2 separate regions of the Rattus norvegicus genome follow, and region 2 is linked to region 1. A link is a contact called in public Hi-C data. All regions are on one chromosome and are shown on one strand. Each heading gives the region's core, a stretch centred on a gene start, on an enhancer-like site or on the middle of the called end of the contact. The rest is flanking DNA. Distances are from core to core; before and after follow the strand shown.

Region 1 (4,713 bases), core at 924-3,423:
AGCTGTGGCAGCCCTCATCCAGAGACCAGCGAGAGCAAACTGGCCTTCAGGTGCATTGATCCAGGACCTCATCAATTCACATCCCGGACAAAGGTCAGCACAAGTAGATCACTTTAATTGGAATGAGCTTATGAAAAGCTAGACTAACAGAATGGGTAAACCACCAGAACATATTTGCTTTAGAACAGAAGTCTTTCTCCCTGCATGAACTCCTTTAAATAGTCCGGTTAGCTTAATAACTGACTACACAGAAACACACCTTTCAGGAATTGCTCCTGGGGAGGGTGTTGTACACAAGAACTTCCTGTTTTGCTGGAAAAAAATCTCTTTTAAGGGCAACTGTTTGACATATTAAACGAAATGAACAATGACCAAAGTTTTGTTTTAATTCTAGGTGATGTAATTTGGGGTTACACGGTCCTTTGGGTAAATTGGTTTCCTGATTTTTAGGGACCTCAATCACACTGTATAGAACCGAAGGGGATAAAGGCATCAAATATGGAAATATTTAATACTTGCAATGCAGTTGGGAAAATCTGCACCAGAAAGTTAATGTCTCAAGCCATTATTTATTTGCTTACCTATGTATTTAATTAGTTTTCAAAGGTAATGTCTCTCTTAGAGTCCTAGCAGGCTTGGAACTCCTTATGTAGCCAAGACTGGCCTGGAACTTACAGCAATCCTCCTGCCTCCAATTACCTTCAAGTACAATATTAACATGAGCCTTAGAGATAATCAAAGGGAATGGGTTTATTTCTCAGAACAAAATACTCGGTTGTTTTAAGCAATACATAAGTTTAACCCCATATGCTTATTTTAAAAGATGCATAGGAAGAAGATAAGAGGAGAACAAACTGCCTAAATTAACTGCAATAGAATGAAAACCCAAGACCCCCTCGTTCAGAAATTAATCATTTCAAGAGGGCATCTCTGAACACAGAGATGGTTCAGCAGTTGAGACCACAGGCTGCTCTTCCAGAGGACCTGGATTCCATTCCACCACCCACATGGCAGCTCACAAAGTTCTGTAATCCAGGAGAAGATCCAATGGCCTCTTCTGGCCTCTGTGGGTGCTGGGCAAGTATAAGATACAGAGACATACATGCAGGCAAAAAAAAAAAAAAAAAAAAAAAAAGCCCACACACATAAAATAATAAAATAAATATTAAGGTAAAAAATTAAGGTAAGAACAGAGAGTCAAAGCAAGCACAAGACCTGCGACCTGCTATAAAGTGGCTTTTTGTGACTGTATGCTTCTCATGGAGGCCAGCCCCGCCCTGCTTAGAATGCTTCTGTCACTGCCTTGGAGCCTTTTTTTCATACACTACACTGGGACACCGGCTGATGCTGGCTTTGTCAAGTTGTTCAGGTTTAGGTAAGAGTCTCAGCTCAGCAAACGATTTATCAGGAAATCACTGGGGGCATATTATAACACAGCCGAGCAGATTTTCTCCCCCCCCCCCCTTCTTTTCAATTTAAAAGCAGATTTACCGGTTGGCTTTAAAATAGGTAAACAGTTGCACGTTACTAGCAAAAGCTGGAAACCCGTGTGGAGCATCACAGAAACCCAGCCCCGGGCGGTCAGTCCCTACTACCCAGTGTATTTTCCCCAGGGACCCCAGGGGCCTCAGATCTCCATCAGGAGAGATGCTCCTTCGGGTAAACCTTCCTTCTCTCCCTCTGATGCAGCGATATCCCCATCACCCTAAAGCAGCTTCTTGCCCGCCTAGAGGCCACCCAGACGCCGGGGCCTTTCCAGCCCCGCAGTCCCCGGAGCTCTGCGCCGGGTTCCCAACTCTGGAGACGGCGCTCACGCGGCCTTCCCGGACGCTCTTCACCGGACGGCGTGGGGCGGTCGGTGTCGAGTCACCCAGGCGGTGCGGCCCCGAGTCCCCGCCCGCCAGCCTCCTCGCTCCGCGCGCCCGGCCCAGGCGGCGCCCGGGTCCCACGCGGGTGGGGACTGCAGCGGCCCGTGCGAGCGCAGCGCCCCCCGCGGCCGGGCCGCGCGCAGCGGAGCCGGGAGGCGGCGCCCGGCCGGCCCCCTCCCCGGGTCGCCAGCGGTGTCGCGCCTCCGCCCGCCCCTGATTTCCTCCGCGCGGCGGCGGCGGCGGCGGAGGCGCCTCGTGCGCGCGGTTATTTATTTATTTCCGGGCCCAGAGCGCTTATAATGGAGCCGCTGTCAGCAGAAGCCTCTGCTGCCGCCGCCGCCGCCACTGCCGCTGTCCCTGTTCCTCCTCTCTTTCTCCCCGGCAGATCTTTGTTGTGTGGGAGGGCAGCGGGGATGGACTTGAGCTCGCGGCTCTTCTGCTAGAGCAGCCGCGCTTGGAGAGGACGCCGCCGCCGCGAGCAGCCGCCGCCCCAGGCCCCGCCAGCCGCGGCCTCCGTCCCCGCGCCGCGCTCCGCGCGCCTCCCAGCACAGTGCCCTCGCGGCGGCAGATGAGTGTGGGGTCAGCCCACGGCGGGGACTATGGTGAAATTCCCGGCGCTCACGCACTACTGGCCCCTGATCCGGTTCCTGGTGCCCCTTGGCATCACCAACATAGCCATCGACTTCGGGGAGCAGGTAAGCCCGGCCGCGCCCGGTGCGCCCCGCTCGCCCAGCCTCGGCCTTGGATGCCGGGCGCTGAGGGATGCGGGAGGAAGGGAGTCACCTGCTCCGAGCCCCCTTTACCCTGGACCATTTGACACGGCTTTGCAGCTTATGAGGATGACTTTTGCAGCACCCCATCTTCTCCCTTCGCAGATATTGGAGACTTTTCCAGCGTTCTTTGGAAAATGGCAAGCGACGGGATGATGGGGGAACTTCACCTATAGAAGGGGGTTTCGTGCTGGGGATGAGTATTATGTAATTTGTGATTATGTAAACCTGGGGCCCAAGAACTCCATGTAGTTTCTAGTAGCATTTAGTGCTGGCTTTTTACTTGCACAGGGTTGGTGATGGTGGTGATGGTGGGAGAATTTGCTCTACAATGGCTCCAAGTAGATTTCCCACGTACTTCCAAATTTACATATTTGCTTGTAGCCTAGGTAAGGATTAGGGGTGTCCTGAAGGTACCTGGCATAGTGGACCACTGACTATCTCTTTACTTTAGTCTCTCTCTCTCTCTCTCTCTCTCTCTTTCTCTCTTTCTCTCTTTCTCTCTTTCTCTCTTTCTCTCTTTCTCTCTTTCTTTCTCTTCCTCCCCCTCCTTTTACCTTCTTGGACCGGAGCACATTTCTAGTGCTGCCTTCTCGTCCTTTCTTTTTTCATGCTATCTCCATATGGCGTCATTCCCTATCTGGTGCTGCAGGCTCTCCAGCGGTGAGGCACTGGTACCCTTTTGCAGGGCTTCCAGGCAGTTGCAGTTACATCCGAAGGCCCGGGAGAGGATTTTTGGGATGGGAGCTGTATCTTTTCAAAAGTGTAAGATAGAGCTACTTTTGCAAATGGGCTATTTTTTTCCCCATTCAAAGCAGTGGGATAAATGCTCTTTTGTTCATTACGGGGCTCTGTCTGTTCAGGAGTGGAGGCGGGAGTGAGGAGTTTTAGACAGTCACTGGATGGCAGGTGTAGTCCACCTCTCCGTGGGGAATGATGTATGGAGTGTTTCTTGAGTAGGTTTTGTTTGTGAGTATAAAGGCGAGTTTGCGATTTACACAGAGCCAGTGGCAGAACTTTGAGGGTAGAAATTTAGATTCCACTGAAAAGTGTGGTCACTGAACATGGGTGATCACAAAAAGGAACCACACAGCAAGTCTCAGATCCCCTTAAGAGACCCATAAGTCTATTCTAGTTCCCTGATTCACTCCATAAACATTATGGAGTTCTCTGTCATTTTATAGCTGGTTGGGGAGGTGATACAATGGAGCATTCTGGCAATTACAAAACCTGTTTTTCATCCAGGTGTGGATTTAATCCCAGCACTAGGGAGGCAGAGGCCGGTGAGTCTCTGTGAGTTCCAGGCAAGCCTGGTCTACAGAAAGGGTTCCAGGTCAGCCAGGGCTACACAGTGTGACTCTGTCTCAAAAACAAACAAAACATGTTTTTAAAATATCATACATAAGCATTATAGCAAAGAAATATCTATTTTCACTTTTCACAGAAACTGCTTTTGATTATATACATATACATATACATATACATCCTTTTATTCCCAATTGTTACTGGTTGATAGTCTAAAACATTAATCACTTACAGTCATTGATTATCAAGTACATGGTTAAAACATCATGCTATGTTTATGCATTTTGTATTTGAGGGATGAATGAGAGGTCTAGGCACGGTGAATCTCATGTCCAAGAACTACATAGATAGTAACTGGCAGACCTGAATTTCAGGTCTACACCCACCTTGGCCCTTGCAGGTTCTGACGATCAGCCTTCACCAGTGAAGACTGCTCAGGGATATTTTCCCAGGATTCGTTGAAACTGAGAAATAAGTTCTAGCTCCCCAGATCTCACCCTAGGCCGAAGTTTAATCTTTGCTGTCATATTTTGGACCTTTACATTTTTTATTACATTTATTTAGTGAGAAAGACAGGCCACACATACACCTTTATCAGCCGAGCCATCTGGCTAGCTCCATATTGTGAACTTGAAAGTCCCAGTAGATAAAGAGAGATTGTGAACGTATGCTCCCGGGAAATGGAGACTGTAACCCAGAAGTCCATGTTGGAAGAGATGAATCATTCAGATAATTCAGCGGAAACAATACTTAATTTTACTAAGGTTGGA
Region 2 (4,713 bases), core at 1,298-3,797, 110 kb after region 1:
GAGGTGGGGCAGCACACACTGAACCCAAGGCTCCCAGCTTGGAGAGAATTTCTGACTACATCTGAAGTTGGAGTTGACCAGTGACCCCAGGTGACCTGGTCCCCTGTTGGCATTTCTTCTTTCTTCCTATGGTGTGCCAGTTTTTCCATAGTTCCCTAAAATGTTAGCAAAACACTGAGCAACTTTGAAACTACTCAAGAGGGTATTTTAGGAAAAAACCAGAGAAGCTTCTGTTCCAGGAACAGACCTCAGCTTTTGGAGGCTGTTAAATGACTTGGAGTCAAAAGATGACTGGAAGCCAGATTGTGGGACTGGGCCTCATCTGCTCGGAGCCAACAGTTCGGGGCCCGATGGCTCAGCTGCCAGGCTCCTCAACCTGCCTCCTCTTATGTGGGCTTAGCTTCCCATAGCTGGGCTTGAGTGAAGAGGGCAATGATTCATGGCCAATAATTTGAATCTCAGTGAATTTGATCTCTAGCAAGTTTAAGATAATGGCAGGATCTGGAAAAATGCCATTATCTCTCTCCCAGGCAGATGTTGATTTCTTATATTTAATCCCAGATCAAGAAAACATACATAAGTGGAACTGTCTCGGTGCGAGTCCACCTTAGAAATAAGGATGTGGGGCTGGAGAGATGGCTCAGCGGTTAAGAGCACCCGACTGCTCTTCCAGAGGTCATGAGCTCAATTCCCAGCAACCACATGGTGGCTCACAACCATCTGTAAAGAGATCCGATTCTCTCTTCTGGTGTATCTGAAGACAGCTACAGTGTACTTATATATAATAAATGAATAAATCTTTAAAAAAAAAAGAAATAAGGATGTGGAAGCCCTTATGGGAAGGGGATTTGGAGATGAAGATTTAAAAGACTTTAATTTTGGAAAAAGAAGCAACTTAGAATAAGTGATTCACCCACTTGCCCAGCAATAGCCCTGCTATTGCTATTGCCCTGCCAGAGCTCAGCTGCCTGAACTCTGTCCCATTAGCTTCCCCAGTCCCCAGACGAGAGGATGTGACTCTGCTCGAGCACAGAGTTTCTTCAGCATTAAACGCTACAGTATGTGAATCTGTGGCTCAATGGAGTCTATTGATCCAACACCTTGGCTGGAGGAATTGATGCTAAATTTTCTATGTGAAAATTTTTATAGAAAATGTGAAACTAGATTTTTCTAAACCAAACCTTTGACTGTCAGTGTGTGTACATATTTAATACCTTGTAATATCACACCACACATTAATTCTTGCACATCTACTGGTCCTCTTACCCTCAGCCATTCACAAGCAAGTGTACGTAACCTAGGGGCTACGTTACCCATCCATGATAACCCTTGAATCAATCAGTCGGCTGCCACCTTTCACCAAGGCATATGCTCCTCGTGAGGAAGTGAACTCAGGAGGAGTGTGAGGCAGGGAAACAGTATTTGCTGTTGTAACATGTTAGCATCTGATGCTGCTTATCCTTCAGATCATGCTTCATGGGAAAGCAGCCTCGTCTGCAAACCACCTGATCCAGTGAGATAAAAGGCAGGTTTGGAATCTTTGGTGGGTCTCAAAGATCCAGTTCAAAGGAGTAGATCGCCAGATAATTAGCCCCTAAGAGCAAGGGGGGAGTAGACTGGGGTTAGCACGTTGACTGGATCCCCCACAAGAAAAGAGGACAAAAATTCACAGGAACTGTGTCAAAGGATGGTTGCCTGTGGGGGTGCTGTACCGTAGCCATACAGGAGAGGCTGAAGTGCAAACCAGAGCTGTCCAGATAAGGATCCAAACTCAAAGAATAGGTAGCCATGAGCAGTGGCCACTTTGCCAGAACCTTCCTGTAGAGCCACAGTTGCTTTTACTTTTGTGACTGTTAAGTCCTGTGACAACCAGTGTGTCCTAGAAGGCTGTTTGTCTCAATAGACGGTGTTGTGAGCATGAGGAGAGGGTGGTCTGGACCAGGCAGTGAGGAGACTTCTCTGGCTGGAGAAGGAACTGGTGAGCTGAAAATCCCTACTGCACACATGCCCATGCAGCCAGCACATGCGTGCCCACAAGGCTCTACCATACACTTGCCCAGAAGCTTGTCATACTTCCTGCTGGGCTCTAGATTTAGGGCTGAAATAAAAGTTGCTCACGTAGAGTGGCAGAAGTATCACAAAAAGGTGACAGAGCACCTGTTTCCAGAACCTAGGCCAGCTCAATAAAAGCCAGTAAGTCAGGCTGCTAAATTTACAGGGTTTTCTTACTAACTCAAACCTTGTCTGGGGATCCCTTCTCCCTTGAACTCTTTCCGACCCAACAAATCATGGTGAAGTGGAGCTCTAAGAGCTTCGGCTGCTAACAGTGGACCGGCTTCCATTTGAGCTCACAAAGGGCCCTTTAAGAGCACTGGGCATTTCTCCTCTTAGATTCCCCACTGCTTTAGTTTGGGGGAGCTGGCGCCAAGAATGGGGCCCCCTTCCCCAGGAGAAGTGGAAACAAATCTATGCAAAACATGGATTTGGCTAACTCAGAGGCCCTCTAACCCCTTTGTACACAGTAGAAAGAGGCAGCCATCCAAATGGATCTTGGCAGGTGGGGCCAGTGAGGCACTTCTGGGGACAGCCTCTGCAGCCATCCCAACATCCCCTGAACTCAGACACTGAGAAATCAAGGAGCATGGACAGGAGACAAACTGATAGACAGATGGAGGAAGGGTCGACTGTCAGAGACGGGAGGTTGCCACAGAAAGACAGAATGACAGAGGTGCAGGTGTCTATAATACAGGGTGAGGAGCCCCAAACCCAGGAGCTCTCCCTTACTCCCTGGGACACTGTGAGCCTTTCCAGTACAGGCTGTGAGCTTCAGAAGAACTTATAAAGATGTATAATTTAGAAACCAGTAAATTAGACATAATGTTTTTGGCTAAGGTTGGTTTTGGTGAGCTGACCCGTGTTAAGAATGCAAGTGTGGAATGCAGCTCTCAGTAGGGTTGAAAAGGCACTTGGGTCATGCCAAGGTTGGAGGACTGCCAGGCCTCCACACTGCATCCCATTGTTCACATAGGAACCGAGCCCTCGGCTTCAACTAGCCAGAGCCGCTCAGGGAAGAAGGCAGGTATGGGCCGAGCGTGTAGCTGCCACCTAAGGCAGACGGAGAAGGATGGCATATAGATCCAGGGACATCTGCGATCAGGATCTGTTGGAATTGAGGGTCTGGTTCTTCAGCGAGAAGTTAAAATAGGGGGTAGGGAGAGGGCTCAGTGGCTAAAGGGCTTTGCCACACAGTCATGAAGAGCAAAGGTTGATCTCACCCACGTGAAAGCCATGCACAGCTGCTCACACTGGAGTGCAGGAGGAGAGGTGGGGGAGCTCTCTAGTGTAGCCAAATGGGCCACTCTGGGTTCAGAGAGGAGAATGCAGAGGTCGAGAGTGATGAGAGACCGTGTCCGTCAACTACTGCTGTGTGTCTGCACATACACTCCCGGCTGCACACACACGCGCACACACACACACACACACACACACACACACACAAAAGGACATTAGAATCATGTCACTCTGATCTGCCTGAGCCCTGGTGAAGGCAAGGACTTGAAGCAGGAACCTGTATTAGATAGGTTGCTTTCTTGAACTTTAGGCGTTCTGTTAACTTTCTGAGTTAATAGAAAGGAGGGAGACCAGGAACACACCTGGAATTTTCTCTTCTGTTTGCCATAGGTTGACTTGCGTCTGTTCAGATGTTGTAATGTTAACCCCAGTCCCAAAAAGGCCACCTTATTTGGAAATGGGGTTCAGGTTCTATGGCAAGCTTGGCCCCGAATCCAGTGTGGCTGGTATTCTTATAAAAGGGAACATTTGGATACAGACACAAGAAGCCTTTGGTGTTACCATGGGTTCTTCTGCTGTAGGGAGGCCTGGCATCACCCATCCTGACTCCATTCTTATACCTGGGCCCCTCTCCCTTCCTATTGCTCTAAGACATCCAAATGTAAACCTTCAGTCACTGTAACCCTGGCAATGTAACCTACTGATATTCCTAAGAGAAAGCAATCCTTTCGTGGTCACCTGAGGCCACGAGGTTGACTCATCAGAGCTCCACAGTTCAGCCCTCTACCTCTTCAGTTACATGAGGCGTCTTTGACCCTTAGCTAAGACTGCAGGTGGCTCTGCCTTTACAGGGACTACACTCAGTTTGCAGGAGGCACTCTGACTGCCCTTGAGAGCTCCATTGTGTCTTGGCTCCATTGTGTCTCGGTTTGTGTAAATCTGAGAGCAACAGTCACCAATATTCAATTTAGGAAACTGCTTGGCTTTGTTCTTTTGGTTAACTGAATACTTAGTGTACTTCTACTGGGTCCTTGGAAATCCTATGATACCTTGACACTTACAAAAATGTATTGTAACTTGTCCAATTGCTAATAACATGGTCCATAAATTTAATAAGTTCTAATGAAAAGAGACTTATTTGGGCTTGGGATTCTATGGTCAGGGTCCTCAAATGGCAGGAGGCTAGAAGTACATTTATGCTTGGGTCTGGTCTTTCTCCAAGCAGGGTCCACTGTAACTAATCAGCTCCTTAAAGCCCCACCTGAAACACTGTTCAGATTATATATCCACCCACGTTAAACCTCTCAATGGAGATTACATTTCAATACATCAGCCACCAAGGCATAGCACTACCTACCAAGTCCCCTGTGCAGGCTCTGTTGTACCCTCACTTTAATGCTGAAGACCAGAATAATCATAGAG

Evidence for each region. A called contact is a pair of places that touch in the nucleus more often than the background predicts.
Region 2: a Hi-C map of liver shows a contact between it and region 1, with 4 times the contacts expected there. The contact joins the enhancer-like site here to the promoter of Ankh in region 1. A contact is called at or near these places in 8 of 12 Hi-C or Micro-C datasets (the A7r5 cell line, Schwann cells, frontal cortex and 4 more) and 1 of 1 datasets of contacts at active chromatin or transcription factors (oligodendrocytes).

What each region holds. Positions count from the first base shown.
Region 1 is chr2:79,881,278-79,885,990 of GRCr8, forward strand. Ankh (ANKH inorganic pyrophosphate transport regulator) reads left to right here and starts at 2,174. Exons shown (of 12, transcript NM_053714.2): 1 at 2,174-2,563. The coding sequence starts at 2,468.
Region 2 is chr2:79,989,569-79,994,281 of GRCr8, forward strand. The region is part of intron 8 of Ankh (ANKH inorganic pyrophosphate transport regulator); the gene reads left to right. Among named protein-coding and RNA genes, the nearest start is that of Otulin, 55 kb to the right of the region's middle. Within about 2 kb of position 2,548, at least 33 of the 93 cell types and tissues checked have an H3K27ac peak or open chromatin away from gene starts, as enhancers often do. A contact at or near this core is called in liver, where this site is marked.